3 separate regions of the Sus scrofa genome follow, and all the other regions are linked to region 1. The links are chromatin contacts, called in public Hi-C and targeted proximity ligation maps. All regions are on one chromosome and are shown on one strand. The core of a region is the stretch at or near the end of the contact, and the rest is flanking DNA. Distances in the headings are between cores, read along the strand shown. Region 1 holds the start of PRKCE (protein kinase C epsilon type). Region 2 overlaps PRKCE (protein kinase C epsilon type). Region 3 overlaps PRKCE (protein kinase C epsilon type).

Evidence for each region. Hi-C and Micro-C count contacts between places; a contact is called where the count stands out from the background.
Region 2: a contact with region 1 is called in a Hi-C map of alveolar macrophages, with 3 times the contacts expected there. A contact is called at or near these places in 20 of 47 Hi-C or Micro-C datasets (alveolar macrophages, blood, embryonic fibroblasts and 8 more) and 2 of 2 datasets of targeted methods (alveolar macrophages and skeletal muscle).
Region 3: a contact with region 1 is called in a targeted proximity ligation map of skeletal muscle, with 6 times the contacts expected there. A contact is called at or near these places in 1 of 5 promoter capture datasets (liver), 8 of 47 Hi-C or Micro-C datasets (embryonic fibroblasts, fetal heart ventricle, fibroblasts and 3 more) and 2 of 2 datasets of targeted methods (alveolar macrophages and skeletal muscle).

Annotation. Positions count from the first base shown.
Region 1 is chr3:94,862,473-94,865,862 of Sscrofa11.1, reverse strand. PRKCE (protein kinase C epsilon type) reads left to right here and starts at 1,314. Exons shown (of 16, transcript XM_021088295.1): 1 at 1,314-1,445; 2 at 2,510-3,054. The coding sequence starts at 2,707.
Region 2 is chr3:94,732,254-94,735,381 of Sscrofa11.1, reverse strand. All of the region lies in intron 2 of PRKCE (protein kinase C epsilon type), which reads left to right. Among named protein-coding and RNA genes, the nearest start is that of PRKCE, 130 kb to the left of the region's middle.
Region 3 is chr3:94,687,990-94,691,060 of Sscrofa11.1, reverse strand. All of the region lies in intron 2 of PRKCE (protein kinase C epsilon type), which reads left to right. Among named protein-coding and RNA genes, the nearest start is that of PRKCE, 180 kb to the left of the region's middle.

The DNA.
Region 1 (3,390 bases), core at 65-2,564:
GGTGGAAGGAAGAAGCAAGAAGGAAAATTTTCTGATGATCAAAGAAATCAAACGTGAGCAGCAATGAGATATCCCACGTGTGCTTTGTCAAACTGACAGACTTTAAAATAAGCCTGCAGCTGGTGGGAGTGGCCCTGGAAGGCACAACTTTTATATCCTGGCTTTTAACATGTGAATGGTCTCCACTGTCCCTAAGACTACACACCAGCATTCTCTGTACTTTGCCCCTGCATCCAGGAGGCTGGGCTTCAAGAAATTACTTGAAAGCTGGGGAAGAGAGCAGTGGCTGCAGGCCTTAGGAGAGGTTTTGCCACCACCACCTTGGCACTTTTCTGATCATTTCTGCAACCTGTGTGCGGCTCTGGGTATCCCGTTGTTCCAGGGGACTGCCTCTTTCTTCGCTTTTAAGCTTTTTTAAGCCTTTGAGCCACAGGCGGTGATAACCTTTTACCAGTGAGAAAAAGTGATCGAGAGGTAGGTTTTACATTTTGGCCGACGCTAACCAGACTCACAAGATAAACACTCAGCTTACCACGATCCCTACAAACGCCCTGACTTGACTTGGCACAAGGGTGAGGGCCGAGGTTTTCTTTTTCCGTTTGCACAACAGGTTGGGGAGATGACCTCTTCCCAGCTCTGTCCTTCGGCGGTTCCAACCAGGGCCGCGCCTGGGACCTCCGCGCTCTCCGCCCCGCCCTCCCAGGTTCGCGTCCCCAGGCGCGGGGCCGTCCCTCTCCGGGCCGCCTTCCCTGTCCCCCGCTCCCCGCGGAGGAAATTCTTCCCCAGCAGCCCAGGGCTCGACTCACGTGATCAGCCGCAGCCGCGGCTTCCAGCGAGAGTTTAAAGGTTACGGAGGAAATTAGCACAGAGCCACTCGCCCCCCCCCCTTTCCCCCACCTCCCGCCATCCCGGTGGACGCGCCCCGTTTTCGGGCAGCTCGGACGGCCGCTGTCAGCGCGCTGCCCAGAGCCCTGTCCCCCAAAAGGGCATAGGCAAGGTCCAGAGTAAATATGAAGTCACTTTGTAGAGAATAAACAAACACAAAACGGAGCCAGGGAGCTACTAAGCTTTCACTTGTCAACAAGTTCTTGCAGCCGGAGAAGTCCAGGGCAGACCCCCAAAGGGAGAACGTCCCCAGAGAATGGGAAGAGACGATACATGTTTTAAAACACATACCAAACCTTGCACAGCCTTCCCTTTCCCCCTTCCCCCACCACCGTGGAGCGGAGCGTCTCCGGACAGAATGACAGACAGACCGGCCAATACTCCGCAGGCTGCCCTAGCCTGCCAGAGTCCGAGTAGAGGTGGGGCTGGGGGAGGGTCTCGCGTCCTCTCCGGCAACACGACCCCCGCCACTCCTCCACCCCTGGTTCTAAAAGAGTGTTGGCGGCCGAGCCCGGAGAGATGCGCGACCCACTGGTCCCCGGGCGGAGACCACAGACCAGGTACGGATAACTGGCGGGCCCGTAGCCCCGCCCTCAAGGCCGCCACTCCCCGGGGTCCCGCGCGGGGTCCCCGCCTGGCTCCCCGGCCCGCCGCCGAGACCCAGGCAGGCTCGTCTGCTCTCTGTAGTCCTCTCCTCTGCTCACTTTTCCCGTATTGCTCCCCCAACCGGCAAAACTTTCTATTTCCCCAAACACAGGAACGCGCGCGCGCGCGCGCGTACACACACACACACACACACACACACACACACACACACACACACACTGACGTCTTTTGCGCATTTCCTGCATTAGAGGGAGGGAGACTCGCTCGCACACCGACGGAGGGAGAAGAGACCGAGGGGGAGAGCGGGCGGCGAGCGAGCGGCGGCCGAAAGCGGGGACGCGGGGAGCGGGGCGGGCGGGCGCCGGCGCCCGGGAGGTGGGGCCGCGCCGAGTCGCAGTCCCGGCCCCGCCGCCGCGCTGCGCACCGCCCGGTGCCGGCCTGCGCCCCGAGCCCGAGCGGCGGCCACCCCGACTCCCGAGCCCGCGCGGATGTGAGATTCACGGCTCCTGGCGCCTCCTGATCGCCGACTGCGGCGCGGCGCGTCTTCGTCCAAGAGGAGGCGGCCGGGCTGGCCGTGTGGCTTGTGGATTTTTAAAAATTTGGCTCCGAAGAGGACCATTTCCTCTCGACATGCATCCCTCCGGATAGACTGTACATCCCTCGGTCCATCCCCCGCCCCGCGCGGTCAGAGGCAGGCGCTGGGTGTTCGAAGAGGATCCGGGTTGAAATCTGCGCCCCCGGTTCAGGTCCCCGCCCCGTCCCACCGCCCCCTTCTCCTCCCGGAGTCGAAATTTCCCGGGGATTATGTTTCGGAAAGGTAGGTAAGAGCCGGGCGCGGCGCCCGCTTCCCGCAGCCCGGACTCGGAGAGCCAGCGAGGCAACGAGACAAGCCTCCGCGGCTTGCAGCGAAGCCGACAGCTCGTCTCCTCTTCTGGAGGTGCTGCTGGTGGTAGGGGGGAGAGACTTGCTCCAAACACGGACATCCCCCAGCTCTCCCCCCCTCCCTCTTTTCCGTTAGGAACCCAGCGAGGAAATACATGCACTGGCTGAGAATCGCCCGCGCCAGGGCGCAGCGCTACAAGGTGTAGGGAGAGTGTGGGGTGGGGCGAGAGGGGACCCAGGAGTCCCTGTGGCTCGGAGCGCCGCGGCGTCGGTTCTTCGTTCCTGCCCTCGGGGCGGACGGAGTGACCCCGGCTCCCACTCCCCGCCCCGACCATGGTAGTGTTCAATGGCCTTCTTAAAATCAAAATCTGCGAGGCCGTGAGCTTGAAGCCCACAGCCTGGTCGCTGCGCCATGCGGTGGGACCCCGGCCGCAGACTTTCCTTCTGGACCCCTACATCGCCCTCAACGTGGACGACTCGCGCATTGGCCAAACGGCCACCAAGCAGAAGACCAACAGCCCGGCCTGGCACGATGAGTTCGTCACCGATGTGTGCAATGGGCGCAAGATCGAGCTGGCTGTCTTCCACGATGCCCCCATCGGCTACGACGACTTCGTGGCCAACTGTACCATCCAATTTGAGGAGCTGCTGCAGAACGGGAGCCGCCACTTCGAGGACTGGGTGAGTTGGGCGCCTCCAGGTCCAGGAGCCTGGCTGTGGGGTCCAGGGGGAAACCTCGCGGCCTTGGCTTGGGTGGTGGGGCGCCGGGACTTAGTGCCATCTGGGGTGTCTGTGTGTGTATGTCTCAGTTACCGTGAGGAAGCACACTCCACTTTGTGGTTGGGGAGAAGCAGACATTGGGGCAAGGGAGATGACACTTGGGAAGAGGGTATGGCCCTCTGCCCTCGCCAGACAGCTGGTGCTAAGAGGAGCTCGCAAGCTGGGAGCCTGAGCCGCCAGTGCTGAAGGTTGGCGGAGAACCCGGTGCCTTCCGCAGGCGCGTGGTGGGCCGGCTGT
Region 2 (3,128 bases), core at 527-3,026, 130 kb after region 1:
CAAAGTAAAGTATAGAGTGCTATGAGGGGATACAACACTGGGACTTAAAACCTAGTTGAGGAGTACCTGTCGTGGAGCAGCGGAAATGAATCCGACTAGGAACCATGAGGTTGCAGGTTCGATCCCTGGCCTTGCTCAGTGGGTTAAGGATCTGGCGTTGCCGTGAGCTGTGGCGTATGTTGCAGACACAACTCGGATATGGCGTTTCTGTGGCTGTGGTGTAGACTGGTGGCTGCAGCTCCGATTAGACCCCTAGCCTGGGAACCTCCATATGCCACAGGTGCAGCCCTGAAAAAGACCAAAAAACAAAAACAAACAAAAAACCTAGATGAAGGGGGCTGGGGTGGGAGTGGGGTTCTCAGAGAAAACTTCCTTGAGAAGGTAAAGTTTGAGTTGGGTGTTGATAGAGGGCAGTTTTAAGTACGCAGAGTCGGTACCTGGGTTTCCTCCCCATCCCCACCCTGCCCTCATGCTCAGACTCTAGCTAGGTCCTGTGGGGAGTGGGAGACGTGTGTTCCAGAAAAGCATGTCGTTTCAGAGCCACAGGGGATTTCAAAGAACATTGCATAAACCACTGCCTCCCACTCTCACTCTCTTTTGATTTTGCCAACAAAGAAGATGAAGCCCGAGAGATCACGTGACTTGCCCAGGCCCCTCAGCTGTTGAGCAGCAGGAGCAGGACTGGACCACATGCCAGTTTTGCCCCGTTTTGTGCCAGTTCTGGTGCTTCAGGTGCTTGATTTTTAATCTTCAATAACCTCTGTATGCACTAAGTCAGTGATATCATTATTTCTTTACAGATGAGGAAACTGATGCCAGGAGAGGTTCAATACCCCCTGGAGGCCACATAGCTCAGGAGATTCAGGCTTTGAACCCAGCCTGACTGCAGAGACCCTGCATTCCTAACGACCACCCTGCACTCCTCCTCCCAGAACCTCGATTTGCAGATTTCTGTTAAACCATGACATTTTCCCTGCTCTCGCGGACCTCCAGTCTTTTTGGAGAGAAAAGATGGCTTCGATACAACATAGATGAGAAAGCCCTGTGGAGGGGCGGGTTGGCTTTGGGCATAGCCTGTCAGCTCCCCTCGGGAGATTCGTTTTCTTCAGTGGCAACACTAAGGAAGAGTGAGGGTGGGTGATATAACCTTCTCTGAAGCCCACTGGCTGGGAGGTGGAGTCACCAGTGACTGAGGACTGTCATTGGGCAGAGGAGTTCAAACTTGGTCCTGAGGCAGTGGGGGGCCAGTGTGAGGTTCCGGGCAGCAGAAGGTGAAGAAGGAAAACCTGAGAGGTTTTTCTCTTCTGACTATGTCTCTCTGGAGGCTGACCTCCCAAGAGGACACACCTGGTCGCTTAGGTGCACATCGTTTGTGCTCTTTGGAGTCCCTGGCGGGGGAGCTCATTGTCATGGGTCGCCTTCCTGTTCCTCTTCAGATGAGGAAGGTTGAGTCACGGCTTGGACTTCTAGCAAGTTCTCCCTCCTGACTGGAGTTCCCTCTTTGTGATGGTACCTACACTTCTGCTCACCATCCCCTCCTCTGCCCCTCCTCCCATTATTCCCAACCTTCCTACCTACCCTACAGAGAGACCAAGGGACCCTGGATGGGGTTTCCTCCTTGGTACTGATGGGTGGTCTTCTAAGTCGGTGCATTTCCCCTGCTAACCTCTGGTTCAGTACTGTGGGGACATGCATAGAGAAATGTCCTCCTTTGCATCAGTCTCAGAAGAATGTCCCCCCCCCCATGGCCCTCCTCTCTATTTGCATAATGGCAAGAAAACACTACTGCCACCTAGTGGGAGTTCAGAGTGTGACCTTTAGAGCTCCTCCTCCTGACCCCAGCACATTATTTCTATTACTAAAATTTAGGCCAAGGAGCAGTTCCGAGTACCGTGTTCTTCCCCGTGTATGGATCCAAGTGGATCTTCAGGTCCCCTTCCCAGTCTCTAAAAACTCGCAGCTGCAAGTCTCAGAGGGGTTGTTTTGTGTACACCAGATGCAGCCTTTGAAACAGGTACAGGGAGCTCCATCTACTTTCTGGGGCTATCCTCACAGCAGTCCAATGACTTAGGTACCTGTGTCCCCACTTGCAAATGAGGAAGTCAAGATTCAAAAAAGTTAAGTAACATGCTTTATCGAGCATCTAACATGTGCCCAACCCCGTGGTAAGGTCTCCTAGGTTGTATGTGGAGTATGGTGGGTTTTCCTCTCCAGACACAGTGGCCAAGTATTGTCAGGTCCTGACCCCTGAGGCATTCCAGGAGGGCTGCCTGGATAGAGGAGGTGGATCTGGAGCCGGGATTTGGAAACCTGTATGGGAGAACATTTGGTGGGTGGGGACATAGAAGGCGCATGGGAATGGAGATGTCTGGGTAAGGATTGATTGCCCGTCTAGAGCAGAGCCTTGTGTTGGGGGTGGGGATCCAGGGTACGAGCCCTGAGCGTTGGGCTGGGGGCTCCAGGGAGCCGCTGTGTCTACAATTATGCTGCACTTATATGTATGGCAAGTAAGACATGCGTGATGCAGGAAACTGAAACAATGCAGAAGCACCTGAAGTAAAAAAACCAAAAAAATGAATATCCTCCCCCAAAAAACAAAGTTAATACAAGTTTGGTGTATATGCTTCTAGAAGATTTCCTATGTCTATAAACTTATATAGATAAATATGCCTATCTATCTATCTATCTATCTATCTATCTAATGCCCATGTATATATTATAGATATTATATATATGCAATGCCCATATATACATTATATATATAATATATATTACATGCCCACATATATAAATTAATACATGCATACCTTGTATGGGTTACTTTAAATAGGATTATTTTTAACTACAATTTTCAAATTTCCTTATCATAAAACTCTATTATGGTCATTTTTAAACTTTTTTTTAACAACTTGGATTTTTTCTGTTGTTACCACCTCCCCTTTTTTGGGGGCCACGCCTATGGCATTTGGAAGATCCCAGGCCAGGGATGGAGGGATTGAACCTAAGCCACAGCAGTGACAATCCTGAACCCTTAACCACTAGGCCAGCAGGGATTCCAGGTCATCGTTTAGCTTTTTAAAAATTCTTTTACTATGGAAGATTTTAAGCATATATAAAAATAAAACAGT
Region 3 (3,071 bases), core at 26-2,525, 170 kb after region 1:
TTGAGTTCTTGTTTATTCTAAACATTCTGGTTTAGGTATGATTGCTGCAGAGCTCTTCCCTGCCACTGTGGGAGTTTACGGTTGAAGCAGTTAAGGCTCCGAGAGATTGTCCTGGGTCAAGTGGACTTTAGTTTCTTACCCTGGCCTCCGGGCCTTTCTCCCCCATGACAACCACCTGAAATCTCATGAGGTCCTACTTGCAGCTCCCACACCTCCAGAGAGCTTGTTTAGTTCTGGGGACATCATCTAACACAGGCTGCAGAGAGGCCAGCATCTTTAGCCTCTAGGGTTTGGGGAGCCAAGCTCAGGGTAGGGAGGTTGGAGATTTTCTGTGTTCAGAACTTCAAAGGCTCATCTGGGTTAATTCACCCCTTCAAGCTCCCCACCAACCCATGCCCTATGGTAATCTCATAGGCGGTAGGCACACTACCTTTTTATAATTATTTAGAAACCAGTTGATTGATGGAAAGGAGCTGTAGCACCGCAAGATTATTATTTACGTCGAGTCACTTTATTCAACATTGAACACCTAGAAGTTGAAGCAATTCTCTCTCCTAAGTTACAGATTCTAAAGGAAAAGATGGAGCATCACAGCCTGGAGTGAAATCAAGCCGCAAATAAATGTTTATTAAGGAGCTCCTTTGTGGGTTGCCTAGAAGCCAAGGGATGGGGTTCGGGAGGTGGGTGGATATAGAGTAGGCGATGCCCCTGAAAAGCTACCTGTGGGGATGGGTAGTGCAGGTGAGAAGAGAGTTCCTGCCAACCTCAATGATGCTCAATCCCAGAGGGATGGCTCAGATGGACAATGCTGGAGGAGACAGGCTGGGTCCTGGGAAGGAATGCACTGGAGCCCAGTGTAAGGCACTTGTGTGGGGGTGCTTGGGCAGGATGGTGGCTACGTGAGCCTATCTCAGTGCTGGGTATTTGCAGGGGCACCCAGGGAACACGGGGGACAGTGTAGAGGAAGTGAGCTGCCATGTTGAGGGGCTGAATGTCACCCTGTGGACAGGGAAGTTTTGGTTAAAGAGGTTGTCATGATGACGACTGTATTGTACATCAGTGTATTGGATTTCCAGGAGGGGATTAGGAGTGCTGAGCGTCAGGAAAGATCTAGAAGGCGATTCTATGAGAACTGGCACCAGGGGTGGAAATGGAACCAAAGTGTAGGCACAGAAGCTTATGAAGAAGGATTTTGGGGTGACTGCTAAGGTCAGAGGGGCAGAGTGTGGGAGCACAGAGAGATGGCTCCAAGTGTAGGGCCTGAGAGGACGGGCTGCAAAGCGTGCTGGCCCTTGTCCAGCACTCTCTCTTTCCCAGTTCTTTGTATATATCTTTTCAGAAGTAATTGTGTCAAGTCAGCATATATCGGCTATTGTGTATATAAAATACAAGTGTGTACAAAGGCACAGAGAGACAGGAAAGCTAACGTTCCAGTCATCTCCAGAGGGGAGAAGAGTAATTTTATAGTTTGGGGAAGGCCCAGGGCATTTTAAGAGCAGCTGGTTTCCAGAGAATGAAACTTGAGCCAACCCTGGAGCGAAGTGCTGTGGCTCTTGAGAAATTAGAAAGCAGCCAAAATCATGCGCCCACTAGTGGTCCCAGCAGATGAGGTCAGGGCCGCCGTGCTCCTGCTGGAGCGGCCCACATCCTGCCTGCACTGTGGAGGTTGTCTATGGATGAGTTTGTTATTGGACGTGAAGAACAGCCAAGGATCCCCAGCTCTGCATGGCTACTTTCTTCCTTTTTCCTGGGTGTGGAGGCCCTGTAAGGATGCTGGGCAGTAGAGAGCTTTGTGTCACTGGGCTTTGCACTTTCAACCTGGTTGACTCAGCTGGCTTGGCCACTGAAGTGGTGGGAAGGGTGCAGTTGGGGATGCTGTGGGGTTAGAGGTGTGAATCCATGACATAATCGGGGGCTAAATCTTTCTCATAAGACCAACTTCTCTTTTCTCTCTTGGTTAGGAGTGTTTGCTTTTTAACCTTCTCTCTCTGTAAGGAGAGTTGTTTCTTAACTTTTAACTTTGGCAGTGCTTCTCTTAGGCAGAACATAAACTCATGTTAATAATTATCCGTATCCTATGATTCATATGTAACAGCCCAAGCAAAATATAACACCAGGTAAGTGAGATTGCTCTTGAATCTTCCAGTTGGGCCCTGGCAGTCACCTCCCTGTAACTGACACCTGTTCCCCCCACCCCACCCCAGGTGCCCAGACACCATGCTAGGTCTGGAGAGACAAAGACTGATGGGAACTGTCCCAGAAGGGCCCAGGCTCCCACTGAGGTGGCTCCCTGTCATTAAGCCCTATACCCCAGGTGACCTGCCAGAGAAGGAATTGAACTCCACTAGGGCCCTGAGCATTGCGTGGAACTCCCAGACAGCAATTCTCAAGGCTTGAGACCTTGGCCCGACAGCCGCATCCTTCCCACTGCCTCAAACAACACACCTGGGGCTGCCAGGTTGATCAGCAGTAACTTTGATCCTTTGCTCTTTCTGGATGAAAAGAAGTTGGAATTTGTTCGAAAATAGTTCACACCAAAGGGCTGAACTATTGAATTCACTCTCTCAGAAAGCTTCTTGCTAACTTTGGGTCCCCTGAAGTTAGGAAATTAAAGAATCTGAGTAACTTGACTTGCGAGAAGCCAGTGGTGGATTTTCTTCTATTTGGCTAATTGGGTACTAGGGTCTGTGTTACATCCCAGGAGTCACATCCACAGTGATAAATTCAGGGGGAGGGGAGAGGCAGAAAGGCAGCCATGAGTGGGCCATGCCCTCCCCCCCACCCCCACCCCAGCCCCAGGCTGCTTGGTTTACTCCTTGCAGGCTTCTGAGAAGAGCATCTTCGGTCTGTCTGTCTATGACAAACAACTTCAGGTTTTCCCTACCTTCCTCTGGCTGCGTTTTGTTTATTTCCCAGGTTGTTGCCTAAGCCCAGTTGCACCTCTGAGGGCTCACCCAGTTCTGGTGCTGGCAGCCACAGAGGCATCTGAGACATGTGTGCTCTGGGCAGCTGTTTCTGTTCCTGTGCTGGTGGAGTCTTTGTAACAACAGATGCCAGCCAGAGGGTTACAG